Regions from separate parts of the Anas platyrhynchos genome. Here region 2 is linked to region 1. The links are chromatin contacts, called in public Hi-C maps. All regions are on one chromosome and are shown on one strand. The core of a region is the stretch at or near the end of the contact, and the rest is flanking DNA. Distances in the headings are between cores, read along the strand shown.

Region 1 (6,837 bases), core at 2,395-4,894:
TGCTTTGAGTTCAATTACAAGAAAAAATTGTCAGCCAACAATTTAAGGAAAAGCAGTCTTGAAATCTGGGGCTATTTTCAAGTCAAACTCGATTGCCATACCCACACATTCTTAACCTGTGTTTACAGCACTCTGGGAATCCGTCTCACCTCACCCTGCCTAATCTTCAACAGCCTCGCTGTGTTATCAAGATCAAAGTGCGTAACCACAAAGACCAAAATCCTTCTCAAAGCTGCATTTCACCCCAGGACATGGAACAGACACTGTCTGAAAATTCAGGCTACGTTTTGCAGGTTTAATGTTAGTTATGTTTATATTGTTCTCAGTCTTCCTGAGAACACGTTGTCAAAGATTTACCTTTTTGTTGGTCATAAAGAACCCTAGGCTTGAACAAATTAAAAATCTCAAAGGCATTTGAATAGAATGCTGCAGGAATTAATGTAAACTAAGTACAGCAATTCCTATTATATTTCCCTTAGAAATTTACCGATGACTGAGGGAAACCTGCAATCCAATAATCTAAGAAAAGGAGTAATTTAATCAGATAGCTATGCAGTGCAGGAGAATGCTGTACTACCAATGCTTTCTGACATCAAATTCTACGGATCTCAAGAAAATACCTTAACCTTTTTATATATTATGCATTGCTACGAATGCACTTTAAACAGAAATCCAAACTACAGCAAAAGGAATTTCAATGCTTCTTTAAAAACCTGCACAGGAGTTGTCAGTGAGACTGTAGCACAGCTCAAATGGCTTTGTGATAAGCTAGCTTTGAACTTTATTTATATGCAATTTCAGTTGCTTTAAAAGATAAGCATAGCACCCTAAAAGTTAAGGTGATAAAGAAGTTTAGGATGAGGAAAGCAACACAGAAAGCAAAGAATGAAAATCATCTGTACTGGTAGCTACCTAAGTGTTAGAATCAACACATTTGGACACATTTTGAGTAGCTCGGTATCCTTTCCACTGCTGGAATTGGCCTTCTTCTTCCCCTTCTAATCCTGAAAGGGAAGCAGCTTCCTTCAAGAAGCACTTACCAGCACAAATCATTAAAATTTCATCCACAAATGAAATCCATGGTCTAGTGCTAGATCAATAAAGAATGAGTTCTGCCTATTATCTAACCAGTCACTGTCATTATAACACTGCCAGGAGGACACTACAGGTCAGGCAACCGAGATCTGATAGAGCAGGGGCAGAATGACCAAAGAAGGAGCTGTGAAATTCTTCCCCAGCTAACTTGTTACCCTGATCTCGCTCTCTATTCTGGACCTTTATATGCAGAGAGAGAGAGAACATTTCACAACAAACCATGGCACAACCAGCACAAAAGAAATCTGCCCAGAAATCATCACTACTATGTAGGTATATACTCCACTTCTTATCAGGATCTGAAAGCAGCTACAAATCCAATTTTGGAGGATAATAATGTATGATGCTCTATAAATCCTTTAAATGAAAGCTTTCTAAATATAGAAGGTGCCTGGCTCTCTCCAACTTCGGGAAACTGCTTGTTAGCAGGTTTCTTGATCAAAGTTCTGCTAACTCCTTGAGCCTACAGCACTTTGGTGGTGCATTACATTTAACAGCCTGAAAAAGTATCAATGCAACAGCAGCAAGGTGTGAAATAAATGCTGATAGCCAGGATTCAGGCTGCTCTAATTAAACATGAAGTCACAAGTGACACCATTTTATGAAACTACGGCCACCGTAAGCACACCCGAAAACCAAATTCTGTCTGTAAAGCATTTGAAGATGGATTAAATCAAAACCATTCTACTTCAGACTCCACCTAGAAGTATACCTATCACAAGGGCTGTCCAGCTTGAACCCTGATGCTACGTTTTCAAAATGAAAGCTTTATCTTTTTCAGCTCTGCCCCAGCTTACCGAGTTGATGTCTATTCCCATTGATGGTTGGGTCTGGCTACCCGGAGGTGACTGCGGGATGGTAGAAGGTACCGTGACGGAGAGTGGGGGGAGTTGTGTTCCTCGCTGTAAACCAGAGGTCTGCATTAAAGGAGTATTCTGAGGCAGGGTACTTGCCACCTGGGTCTGCTGCTGTTGCTGGGAAGTTGTCTGGGTAAAAAACGGATATGGGGGAAGCTGCTGTTCCAGAGACAACGCATCCATTGCCACGGCCTTAAAAAGAAAAATTAAAATCATCCACACTGGCAGGTGACTCCCCAAGCATGTCAAGTTTCACATCAAGTGATCCACACTAAGTCAATCTTGCATTTTTAAATGTTAACTAAAGGTTTAAAGACACTCAAGAATACGTTTCAAGGGACTTAATATCACCTTCAGGGTACAATAAACAAAAACCCAATTGAATGTCCAGATGAGGAATTGATAACCTACTCAGTTGTGGAATTGTACTTATGAAATCAATTTTAAAAACTAACTGTGCTTCTTATATGGATTAGAGAAATGTCTTCCAAATTTCATGGACAATGTCTTCAAAAGAAAAGTGTCTTGATGTTTACCAAGGATTTAGAAAAGTCAAAGTAAAATCTGTGTCCTCTACAAACCTCTCACTTTTTAAGGTACAGATTAACAAACACATTTAAAGATTACAGAACAAGAAAGACGAAGTTACAGTCATTTCCCTCCCCTAGGTAGGGTAAAACAATTCATCTGTGACCAAAAATTGTAATTCTCCAAGCGAGGTCCTACCTGAGTAATTGGTGACAAAGGGGAAAGCGTAGGAGACATTTGCTGTGACTGTGGTCGCCTCGAGTCTGCGCTCAATGAGAGAGGGCTGACGGTGGGCTGACGGTGCTGCTGGGAAGGGGCTGGCGTCGTCGTCATTCCTGCCAGTGAGGAACAAACGAGCTCAAATGGGAACGGAGCAACAGTTCATTGATACTGGTACAGAGGTAATTGCCTGATCTGTCAAAAATGTACAGCATAATTTGACGACGCAAAGTGGTGAATGTGCCTAGGCCAATCAGGCTGAAATTCATTAGCTAATTTGCAACTTTGTCAGGTTAAACAGCATCAGGAAGAAAGGAAGATCCCTGTGGTTGTTTATCCTGGACCTAAACCCGTCACAGTTGTGCAGGACGGTGCACAGATACTGACTGGGAATTGAAATAAGCAGACCAGCTCCAGCAGCACTGTGCTTCCCCAGTGGTTTATGGAAACAATAGGCACCGTTCTCGCACACCCCTGGGCTGCACACACAAAGAGTCCAAGAGCAGCATGTTCTCCTCTATTTGTAAGAGCTGAAACCTCAGGAAGAAGATAACAGATCATGTAACAAGACTAATCAGAAGGCACTTGTGTTATTATAAAAAGCAAACATCTATTTAATGGAAAATGCAGAAGAAAAACTGGTTACACAGGACGTACTCCATTTTAATGGCATAGCAGAGCACAGGAAGGCAGGAAATATCCCTCGCACTCTAAAGAGCCCTGACCTAGCAGAGGCTAGGGACAGACTACAAAGTAATTTAGCTTTACTCACATTCAAGACAAAACCTGCAAGCTTTGAAACCTCTCCTGTTTTCTGCCTCACCCTAGAGGAACTGAGACACCCTGGAAAGCAATTTCAGGACAATCTCTCTAGTGAGCTGTTCTTCCAGAGCTGCCAGAAAGGAGGAATTCACAAGAGCCTGAGAGCTCCTCAGCACTTGGCACCTGCTCAAGGCTTCCAGGCAGGCTGCCAGGGAGCCAGGAAGTCCGGGCTGCCAAGGAGCCAGCAGGCAAACTGGCTCTAACTGAGCAGATTCTGAAGACTGCCTGGCTTCCCGCACGATGTTTTCAAAAATCAACACTGTCTCATGGAACATGTCAGCGAACTGACAACCTCAAATGCACAAATGTGTAGCCTAAGTTGTTGGCAGTTCTTCATAACCTGACAGGTGTTTTTCCCCACCTTTACTTGGGGCTGCTACAGGCATGTCTGCACAATGCACAGAGCTCCTACAAAAGGCTCAGAAGTGTTTACATTTTCCGTTCAAGATCTAGGAGATAAAGAAAGGAAAGGAAGGTTTGAGAATATCAGTTAAAAAAAGCCAAAACACTGACTACGCCATTGCTTAAACTATGGGAGAGTCTCCAACAAGCAGCAGCAAAATCATCAATGAATGCACCTCTCTCATTTGTAGTATCTTTCATGGATCAGAAAATGTTTTCAAAGCAATTACATACCTACTGGTTTGGTTTTATACCATTTACTCTGCTAATTACGGGTAGTGCAAAAAATTTAGCAACCCAGCCTGGCCTAACTCCATGGAAGTAGTTTGTTTCTTTTTATATACACACCACCTATCTTAACAAAGCCTTGCTACGTTCTACTTGAATGAGAGCCCATCCCTGAAACTTTGTGTAGTCTGTTTTGAGACCAGAAAGCTTTCTGAAGGGTGCCAAAAGCTGCTGATTTCCTCTCTACTTAGAGGGGTAAACTGTATTCTTGCTTCCTTCTTAAATGTAACTGCTCAGCCATAACACTACATTAACCTGATTAGAATTATTTCCTTTTTACCAATATATGAGAGGATTTTTAAGTGGGTAAATGAATCCTGCCTAACACAGGAAATACATTTCTATTTTTGGATAGAGCACTTTTCTTCTGTTCTAGGAATCAACCGGCTGCAATTGTCACTGACAATAAAACGCAACCCTGTGCTCACAAGTAGGACCTAGAGAAACTATTAAAAAAAAATAACAATCATTAGTTTAGGCCATTTGCTTAAGTTGAAATTATCAGTTGATCAGTATGAACATTATAAACTGCCAGCGTGGCTTTTTTTTTTTTTTTTAGTAAAACTACCAGTATTGCCAAAGTGCAAAAGCCCCAACAAAGCTCAGACTCATGCTGAACAGCTCAAACAGCAGCAGCATTTTGCAAGTACTTGCAACAAAAACTACGCTCAAAAGGCAACGATTTCAACACAAAGGCACCATAGTGAGAGTGAAGTGTGCACTTGGTATTGCTTCCCAAAGCCCTTCTATATCATGAATCCTGACTACTCCGGATATTTTCAAAAATCAGGCAACCAAGCTTACTAAAACTAGCAAACCTTGTAAATTCTCCATGTTATTTTGACTGCTCAAAAGACAAAATCTGCTTCAGGTGAAGCAAGCAATGCTATTTCTCCAAAAGAATCCTTATTTGGAAAAAAAATATATTCTAAAGGAATGCAAACAAAGGCCTACTTAGGGTATTTCCACAATTCAAATGCTGTTGGGATTAAGTACAATGAATTACAAGGGAGGCACATTTTGGATGCTATAGTCTGTCCTATAAAGTTATATACAAACAACAAAAAAACAGACTTGGGCATGAAGAACTTGAAAAAAATGTAAGGATATTTGTAAGTCAAAACTAAATACAGCTCTATCACTTTGTCATACAGAAATGGCTTTAAGAAAACCTTGTTTACAAAGGAAAGTCAGTGAACAGAAGTAGAATTACCCCTCAGACAAAACAGTATTATTCAGCAACGCGACTTCCATGCTGTAAGACAAGTGACATATTATGGACAATCTGTTAAAACGGTGCAGAATTGTGATCTTACCCTGACTGGCAGTGCTGATGCCCAAGTGAGTCAGATTGGCAGCAAGATTTCCGGTACTATTGGAGCTACTCAGGGCTGGGAATGTGGATTCCTCAGGATCTAACGGTGTTGGGAGAGGGGAAGGGAAATGGATGTTTGTCAGGTCTGGAAGGGAGCCACCCGTGTTATGCGTAGCAGGAATCAGCGTTGTAGTGTTTTCCTGGTCAGCTGATGGAAAGATGCTAAATAAAGGAGAGAGGAAAAAAGAAAACTGAGTTTAAATTTCAGCCTGGACAGATCTGTACAAAACCATTTTCAAAAAAGGGAGGTGGCCATATACAGAAAGATATATGGTATTTTTGATAAACCAACTTGTAACAGACAAGGGGACACTAACACTAGTTTTGGCTTATCTTGCATCTACTCAAGAAGAAATTCAATGTACAATGTACTTTCTTAAAGATCTCAATGCTCTTTTAAAAGATGCTCAAAACTTACTTGATTCCTGGAACTTCACATGATTTAGGTCTTGATGACCCAGTCTAAAACAGAAGGAAGAAATGTTTATAAGCAAAGATATTTGAAATTACTGCTTACGGTATTTTATTCAGAAAATTTTATTGCATTTCTAGAGCTATTCTTCTACACAAGAGCTCTGTGAAGGTCTTAGAAAAGGCTGGTCATCTTTGTTTCCTTTAATGACTGGCCCAACAAGCCCCAAATTTAAAGAGTTTCTCCTGATATAATCAAATAAAATACATATTAAGTGCCTTTCTGATCTAATGTTTAATGATATGTTGCTAAATATAGCATTTCATCTCTGAGCTCTGGAAGTAGTTTGTTCTGGTTGGCAATATTTGGAGCATTAGTTTACCTAAACATGTTTAGAAAATGAAACCTCTTCACTTTGAAATGTGAGATTCCCACCTTTTTAGTGTCCCATCCTTGTTTCGAAAGGGTTTTGTCTGCCTCAGAGGTGGTTTCCTCCATTCCAGGGACAGTCAGCAATAAAACTAAAAAAAACGATAACAAAAGGATGCTTCTCAGAAATACATTTTCAGATTAGGAGTTTAACTATTTTCAAAACTCTTGTTATTAATCAGCATGGGGTGGTACTCTACTGTTTTGAGATCATCAAAATTAAAAAAGCAAACACCAAAACACACTAAGATAATATTGTATGAACATGGAGAAGTTCCCAGTGTCAAAAAAAAGTTAGCTACAAGCAGAACAAGATTTTAAAAAGTGGGTATGTGATTTGTCTTACATTCAAGGAACTTTCAAACTGCAGTTAGAACAAAAAAAGGAAAACACACAGATATTCTTCAGTA
Region 2 (7,199 bases), core at 4,059-6,558, 86 kb after region 1:
AAAAAAACACACTGGGGGTCCCCGCTGGCATCACCGCCCCCGTGCCCGGTACCGGGGACTCACGGCCCGCCCGCAGGTGGTACGGCCGCGACAACACGTGCCAGGAGTACCACACGGCCGGGCCCTACTCCTGCCACATCCCCAAGGACCTGGCCCTCTTCACGCCCTACGAGATCTGGGTGGAGGCGTCCAACAGGCTGGGGGTGGCCGTGTCCGACGTCGTCATGCTGGACATCCTCGACGTGGGTGAGCGCCGGCACCGGGGGGGCTCCGGGGAGGGCGATGGGCGAGCGGAATCGCCCCTAATGGAATTAGGATTTTTCCCCCAAATGGGCACCAGTGGGCGTCTCCTTCACCCCTCGGCCGTGCCGCTGTCCCCGCAGTGACCACGGACCCCCCGGCCGATGTCCACGTCAGCCGGGTGGGCGACCTGGAGGACCAGCTGAGCGTGCGCTGGAGCTCGCCGCCCGCCCTCAAGGATTTCCTCTTCCAAGCCAAGTACCAGATCCAGTACCGCGTGGAGGACAGCTCGGAGTGGAAGGTGGGACGGGGACCGGGTGGCATCCCCGGGGTGGCACCCACCCTTATCCAGAGGTCGGGGGGGGTGTGCACAGGGTTGAGCCTCTCGCTTGCTGTCCCCCCCCCAGGTCGTGGATGATGTGGGCAACCAGACCTCGTGCCGCCTGGCCGGCCTCCGCCCCGGCACCGTCTACTTCGTCCAGGTGCGCTGCAACCCCTTCGGCATCTACGGCTCCAAAAAGGCCGGCATCTGGAGTGACTGGAGCAACCCCACGGCCGCCTCCACCCCACGCAGTGGTGAGCCCCCCTGCAGCTCCCCAAACCCCCTCCCCTGCTCCCCCCTCCCCATCCCCGTGTGCGCCCTTGGCCGTGCGCAGAGGCCGCTGCGTGCCCGGCACCTGGATTTCTTGCAAAGGAGCCAATTCGGAGCTCTGATTTCCCAGCAGGGAGCCAAAAAGCCACTCGTTTCCCTACCTCAAGTCCCCCCTATTCATGGGGGCGTCCCCTCTTTCCCCCTCTCCATGATGGTGGCCCTGACCCCCGTCCCCTCGGTGTCCCCACAGAGCGGGCGGCGGGGGGCTGCGACCCCAAGGGGGGCGAGCAGAACACGACGCTGCGGCGGGAGCTGAAGCAGTTTTTCGGGTGGGTGAAGAAGCACGCCTACGGCTGCTCCAACCTCAGCATCAAGCTCTACGACCAGTGGCGCGTGTGGCTGCAGAAATCGCACAAAACACGCAACCAGGTAGGTAAGGAGCCTTTCGCACTTCTTTTCTCCCTCCTTCCTCCGGCACGGGGAGGGAAATCGGAGGGATGTGGGGGAGGAGGGGAAAAGGGGGGGGTCCCCGCACCCCCGCAGCCTCTCCCCGGGGGTGGCCTCGAAGCCGGGCTCTGCTCTCTCCGCAGGTTCTACCCGGCGATAAGTTGTAGCCCCCGCGGGGCCGAGCGCCGGCAGCAGGGCACGGGGCGCCCGGCGCCCGCCCGGGGTCACCCTCGCCCGCCCCGTCCCCGCCGCCGCGCTGCGCCGGGGGGGGGCAAGAAGAAGGCAGCCGGGACAAGGAGCAGCAGCAGCAGCCCCGCACCCCGCTGCAAGGGGGGGCCGCAGGGGGTGATCCGGGGGGTGCGGGTTGGGGCTGGCCCCCCGCGGAGCCCCCCGCGTCCTCCCGCGCCCCATGGCACCGAGGGGACCCCCCCCAGCACGGGGGGGCTCGGGGCTTTTGTTCCGTAAGCGCCAGCCGGAGCAGCAGGGGGGGTGAAAGGGGGGATCCCCAACCCCCCGGTGGGTGCAGCCCCCCCTCCCCAGGGCTGTAGTTTTTGGGTGTTATTCCCCCAGGGCGGGGAGGGGCTGCGGGTGCCCACGGGGCCGCGTGCGAGCGCACGGGGGGGGGTCCGTCCCCGGAGCGCCCCGCGGGCTGGTTTCAGGCTGCTGGGGTTTGCTCAGTGCCTGCTCTAATTTTTGATTCAAGCCAGCCTTATTTTGGTTACATTTCAGACAATTAGGAACAGATTTAAGCTTAATGCCAATAAACCTCTCAAACCCCACGGGGGCCTGCGTCAGTGGGGCAGCGGCAGTGCGGGGGGGGACGGGGACGCAGCGGGCAGCCGAGGGGCCAAGGTGCCAACATCCCCGTGTCCCAGGGGGGCCGAGCTGAGGGGTGGTGACGTTCAGGGCCCCACAAACCTCAAGCCAGTTCCAAAAAGCTGCTTTTATTGTGGGGTGACCATAAAACGGGTGCTCGCAGGGTGCTGTCCCCGTGCCCGGAGCCTGCTCACGGTGGCTGTGGGGTGCGGAGAAGCGCTGGGGGGCAGCACCCGTCCCCATGGGGACCCCCAGCACCGTGGGGCTCAGGGCAAGTTGTCCTGGGGTCCGTGGGATTCCCTTGGGGCCGTGGGATCCCCTTTTTGGGGCCATGGGATCCCTTTTTTGGGGCCGTGGGTTGTGGTTTTCCTGGGTTCACAGCCCCTCTGCAGCCAGCGGAGAGTGGGAGCAGCACCAGCACCCACACTCAGGATCTGGGAGGACCCCCAGGAGGGGCTCTGCACCCCCCAAAAAGAGCCCAGAGTGAAGGTGCCCCCCTCACGGGGGTGCCGTGGGGGGCGCAGAGGGAGCGGGGCCGGCCGGGTGGGGGGCGCAGGGGGCGAGCGGGGCCCCCCTGGCGCGGGCAGAGCCGCGCTGCCCGGCCCCTGCAGCCGTTCCCACGGGGCCGCCCATCACTCGGCTTCTTCCGAATCGTACTTGAGGTCCTGGAGAATTTCGCTGATTGCCTCAATGGTTTTAATTAGCCTACGAGAGCGGATGGAAACTATAAATAAAGCCCATATGGAGCGTATTATCTGGGCCGCCTCGCGTTCCCCGCGCTGTTTATGAAACACTCAAGCCCGGGGAGGCCGACGAGACCGCGGCCGCGCGGCATCGCCAAACAATCCGCGGGGCTCCAAACAAGAGAAGCTTTTGAAGGCACCATCTGGGCCCCCCCCTTGGCCCCGCTGGAGGGAAGGAACCGAGGAAAAGTCCAGGATGGGGGGCTCCCCTGAGGATGCCGGCTCGGGGAGGGGGTCCTCATCCCCAAAATTGGGGTAGGGGGGATGGTGGTGGAGTAAGGGGGACCCCTTCGTGCCCACCTACTTGTGTTTGAGCTCCCGCACCTCCTGCTGGTGGGCGTCCACGCCGGGCTCGTCCTGCACCCGCTGCCGCGCCAGCTGGAGCTGCGCCGTCTGCGGGGGGGACACGGAGAGGGGCTGAGAAAACCCCCCTGGGGTGGAGAAAACCCCCCTGGGGTGGGGGGTCCTGTGTCGTGTGCCCCCAGCCCCACGCACTCACCAGCTGCAGCTTCTCCTGCTCCCGTTCCTGGAGGCGGGCGAGGTGCTGGGCCAGCTCGGGGCGGCCGTGCTGGTCCCGTAGCCGTGCCTGGAGCTGCAGGACCTCGCGGGAGATGCGGCTGAACCCCAGCGTCAGCTCGTGCACCAGCTGCCGGTAGCGCGGGAAGTCGTAGTGGGGGGCACTGCTCAGGTAAGCCCGGTGGCCTCTGGGGGAATAAAAGGAAAAAATAAAATAAAATAAAATAAAATAAAATAAAATAAAATAAAATAAAATAAAATAAAATAAAATAAAATGTCAGTGGGGTGCAATGTGAGCCACGTGGGTGCTCTCCGTGTTCCCCATGTCGTGGTGCAGCCCCCCGCAGGGGGTTGTGTTTTGGTTTTGGGGTTGGAGGGATCCCTTTCGCTCCCCCGGAATAAATCATCCCCCGGCTGCTGCGAAAATGGGATGCAGGTGTCCGGGGCGGGCGTCCCCTGCCAGCTGGAGCTCGTCAGCAACCCCGGCAGCTTGATCCCATGGGGGTGCAGAAATAGGGAGGGGGGAAGCCAGTCTGATGGGGCTGGGGGATTCCACCCCATTAGGGCTGGGGGAATTTATCCCCATAGGGTTGGGGGCTTCCATCCCATTAGGGCTGGGGGATTTGTCCCATTAGGGCTGGGAGCTTCCATCCCAATAGGGCTGAGGGATTCCATCCCTTTAAGGCTGGGGAATCCATCCCCATAGGGCCAGGGGATTCCATCCCAATAGGGCTGGGGGATCCATCCCATTAGGGCTGGGGATTTCCATTCCATTAGGTCTTGGGGATCCATCCTGATAGGACTTGGGGATTTCATCTCATTAGGGCTGGGGGATTCCATCCTGATAGGACTGAGGGATTTATCCCAATAGGGTTGGGGACTTCTGTCCCATTAGGGCTGGGGGATTTGTCCCATTAGGGCTGGGAGCTTCCATCCCAATAGGGCTGGAGGATTCGTCCTGATAAGGCTGGGGGTTTCCACCCCGTTAGGACTGAGGGATTTATCTCGGTAGGGCTGGGGGATTCTGTCCCATTATGGCTGGGGAATCCATCCCCATAGGGCCAGGGGATTCCATCCTGATAGGGCTGGGGGATTCCATTCCATTATGTCTTGGGGAACCATCCCAATAGGACTGGGGGATTCCATCCTGATAGGACCAAGGGATTTATCCCAATAGGGTTGGGGACTTCTGTCCCGTTAGGGCTGGGAGCTTCCATCCCAATAGGGCAGGGGGATTCCACCCCGTTAGGACTGAGGGATTTATCCCGATAGGGCTGGGGGATTCCATCCCAATAGGGCCGGGGGATTCCATCCCATTAGGGTTCCACCCCATTAGGGCTTCACCACCGCTGCGAGGGCCCCGTTCCCCGTTCCCATTACTCACTCCTCCAGCAGCCGGTACGCCTCCACGCGCTCTCCCTGCAGGGCGTAGAAGCGCTGCAGCAGCGCCCGCACCGCCTCGTCGGTCTGGGGAGGGGGGGGAAGAGAAAGGGGCGGCGGGGACGTGGGGCACCGGCCCGGTGCCCGCTCCCTCCCCGTTAACGACCCCAACGCACGGCTCCGGTACCGCAGCACCGAGGCGCCCCCCCAGGAGCTCCGTGCCCGGTTCCGCTGGGTCAGAACCGAGCGCGATCCCGGTCCGTAAGCGCGCACGGAGCACGGGACCGGGGATCAGCACCGGGACCGGGGATCGGTACCGGGAGTCACCGCAGAGGCACGGCGGAACCCGCCCCCTCTCCCCCCCCAGCCACACGGCCCGGTCCCGGTTACCCCAGGACCCTCCCAACCCCTCGGGGAACCGCTCCCGGTTCCGCTCCCTGTCCCACCCCGTTACGGCCCCGTCCCGCTCACCATGGCCCGGTCCCGGGCCCTGCTCGGCGGCGGTGGCGGAGGGCGCAGGCCCGGTAGGACCGGAGGCGGAGCGCGGCGCAGCGCGGCACCGCCGCCACCTGCAGGCACCGCCCGGCATCACCACCACCCCCCCCCTCCAGCCCCCTTTTCACACAAAACCACGACATTTCGGGGCAAAAAAACAACAGGACAGGGTGCGAACGCTGAGATATTTTATTGGGACGGCGCCGTGGCCGCGCGGGGCCGGGCCCCAAGGGCTCTACTTGACCTTCTTCTTGGGGCGCAGGTTGTTGGTGTGGCCGCACTTCTTCTTGCGGCAGTTGACGGCGCGGGGATGGAGGCGAGCGTAGCACCTGGAAAAGGGAGCAGAGAAACGTCAGCGAGGGGCAGGTGAGAGGAAAAAGGGCTGGAAAAGGGTTTTTAGGGAAAGGGATGAAGCGTGGGGAGAGCCCTGGGTGATGTGGGGGGTTTTAGGGGGGTGTCAGAGGGGTCAGGGCCGTACTTGCGGCAGATCATTTTGTCACAGTTGTACTTCTGGGCGAGCTGCCGCAGGGAGGGCTCGATGATGCCCCCGCGCAGGCGCAGCACCAGGTGCAGGGTGGACTCTGGAAGAGAGACAAACATCAGCGGGCACCGGGGGGGGGGTGCTGGGGACCACCGGGGGGGCCCAAATCCATGTGCGGGGCTCGGCCACCACAGGCACCTTTCTGGATGTTGTAGTCGGCGAGCGTGCGGCCATCCTCCAGCTGCTTGCCCGCGAAGATCAGCCGCTGCTGGTCGGGGGGGATCCCTAAAAAAAAAGGGGGGGGGGGTGAAGGAAGCCGTTAGCACCGGGTAACGGTGGGGGGGGGGGGTGGTGGATAACGGGGGGGGGCCGGGCCGGGTGCCGCCGGTACCTTCCTTGTCCTGGATCTTGGCTTTGACGTTCTCGATCGTGTCGTTGGGCTCCACCTCCAGGGTGATGGTTTTGCCCGTCAGCGTCTTCACGAAGATCTGCATCTTGGCACCGGGGGGGGGGGGTCTAGAAGGAGGGAGGGGGGGGGGGGTTGAGGCCGCGTCACCGCCGCCCGCCCTAGGCCGAGGCCGAGGCCCAGCCCCCGCTCCCGGCCCCGCTCCCCTCAACCCCCGGGCCTCAACCCACGACCCTCACGACCCGCCCCGGGCCCCATCCCACGTCCCTTGGGCACCATCCGCGCCCCTCGGGGCCCGTCCCCGACCCCCGGTGCCCCCCCCGGTGCCGCCCCCCCCCCCCTCAGGCCCCGCAGCCCGCCCGCACCGCGCCTCGCCGCCGACGAGAGAGAGAGAGCGGAACCGGAAGCCGCCCGCTGCTACGTCACAACCGGTCCCCACCCCCCCCACGGTGCGCGCAGGCGCAGTGCGCAGCTGCCTCAGGGCGGCCGCGGGCCCGGTTCTTGGGCCCCGAGCACGGCCCCGGCCCCCCCCCCCGGTCCCTCCCGGTCCCCCCCCCCCGGTCCCCGCTGCCCTCCCGCAGCTCCAGGAGCCCCAGGGGCAGCGGCAGCCCCCCGGGCAGCAGCCCCCAGGGGGGGTCCACGCGGTCCCGGGCACGGCTGGGAGCCAAATGGGGACCACGGCGGGGCCTGAAGTTTTAAAGTTGGTTAAATAAATAAAAATAAGTAAATAAAATAAATAAAAATAAATAAATAACATTTAAATAAATAAGTAAAAGCAGGTCCCAGGGGCAGCCACACTGGGGGATCCTCCTAGGGGGGAGGGCGCTAAACTTTTAAAGTTCATTAAATACATAAAAATAATAATTTAAAATAAAATAGGTCCCAGGAGCAGCCGATCTGGGGGCTTCTCCTGCGAGCCTAAACCTTTTACTAAGTTTCTTAAATAAATGAAAAATAAGTAAATAAGGACGTGCCCTGGGGGTGCCGCGCACCAGGGGCTCCTCCTGGGGGTGAGGGGGGCTACACTTTTTGTTTAAGCTCCTTAAATAAATAAAAAAAACATATAAATTGATAAATATAGAT

What was found. Hi-C and Micro-C count contacts between places; a contact is called where the count stands out from the background.
Region 2: a Hi-C map of subcutaneous adipose tissue shows a contact between it and region 1, with 2.4 times the contacts expected there. The contact joins the promoter of REX1BD here to the enhancer-like site in region 1. A contact is called at or near these places in 2 of 8 Hi-C or Micro-C datasets (skeletal muscle and subcutaneous adipose tissue).

Annotation. Positions count from the first base shown.
Region 1 is chr29:1,679,192-1,686,028 of IASCAAS_PekinDuck_T2T, forward strand. CRTC1 (CREB regulated transcription coactivator 1) reads right to left here. Exons shown (of 14, transcript XM_072029333.1): 7 at 6,434-6,519; 8 at 6,005-6,048; 9 at 5,528-5,748; 10 at 2,679-2,815; 11 at 1,893-2,144. Among named protein-coding and RNA genes, the nearest start is that of CRTC1, 31 kb to the right of the region's middle. Within about 2 kb of position 3,645, at least 1 of the 8 cell types and tissues checked has an H3K27ac peak or open chromatin away from gene starts, as enhancers often do. A contact at or near this core is called in subcutaneous adipose tissue, where this site is marked.
Region 2 is chr29:1,763,780-1,770,978 of IASCAAS_PekinDuck_T2T, forward strand. It overlaps REX1BD (required for excision 1-B domain containing), which reads right to left and starts at 5,309. Exons shown (of 5, transcript XM_038169189.2): 1 at 5,206-5,309; 2 at 4,739-4,821; 3 at 3,338-3,542; 4 at 3,143-3,231; 5 at 2,204-2,800. The coding sequence starts at 5,208. The coding sequence ends at 2,728. UBA52 (ubiquitin A-52 residue ribosomal protein fusion product 1) reads right to left here. Exons shown (of 5, transcript XM_072029201.1): 2 at 6,102-6,224; 3 at 5,909-5,995; 4 at 5,708-5,810; 5 at 5,396-5,558. The coding sequence starts at 6,204. The coding sequence ends at 5,465. CRLF1 (cytokine receptor like factor 1) reads left to right here. Exons shown (of 8, transcript XM_038169186.2): 4 at 77-246; 5 at 384-541; 6 at 648-816; 7 at 1,083-1,265; 8 at 1,423-2,058. The coding sequence ends at 1,439.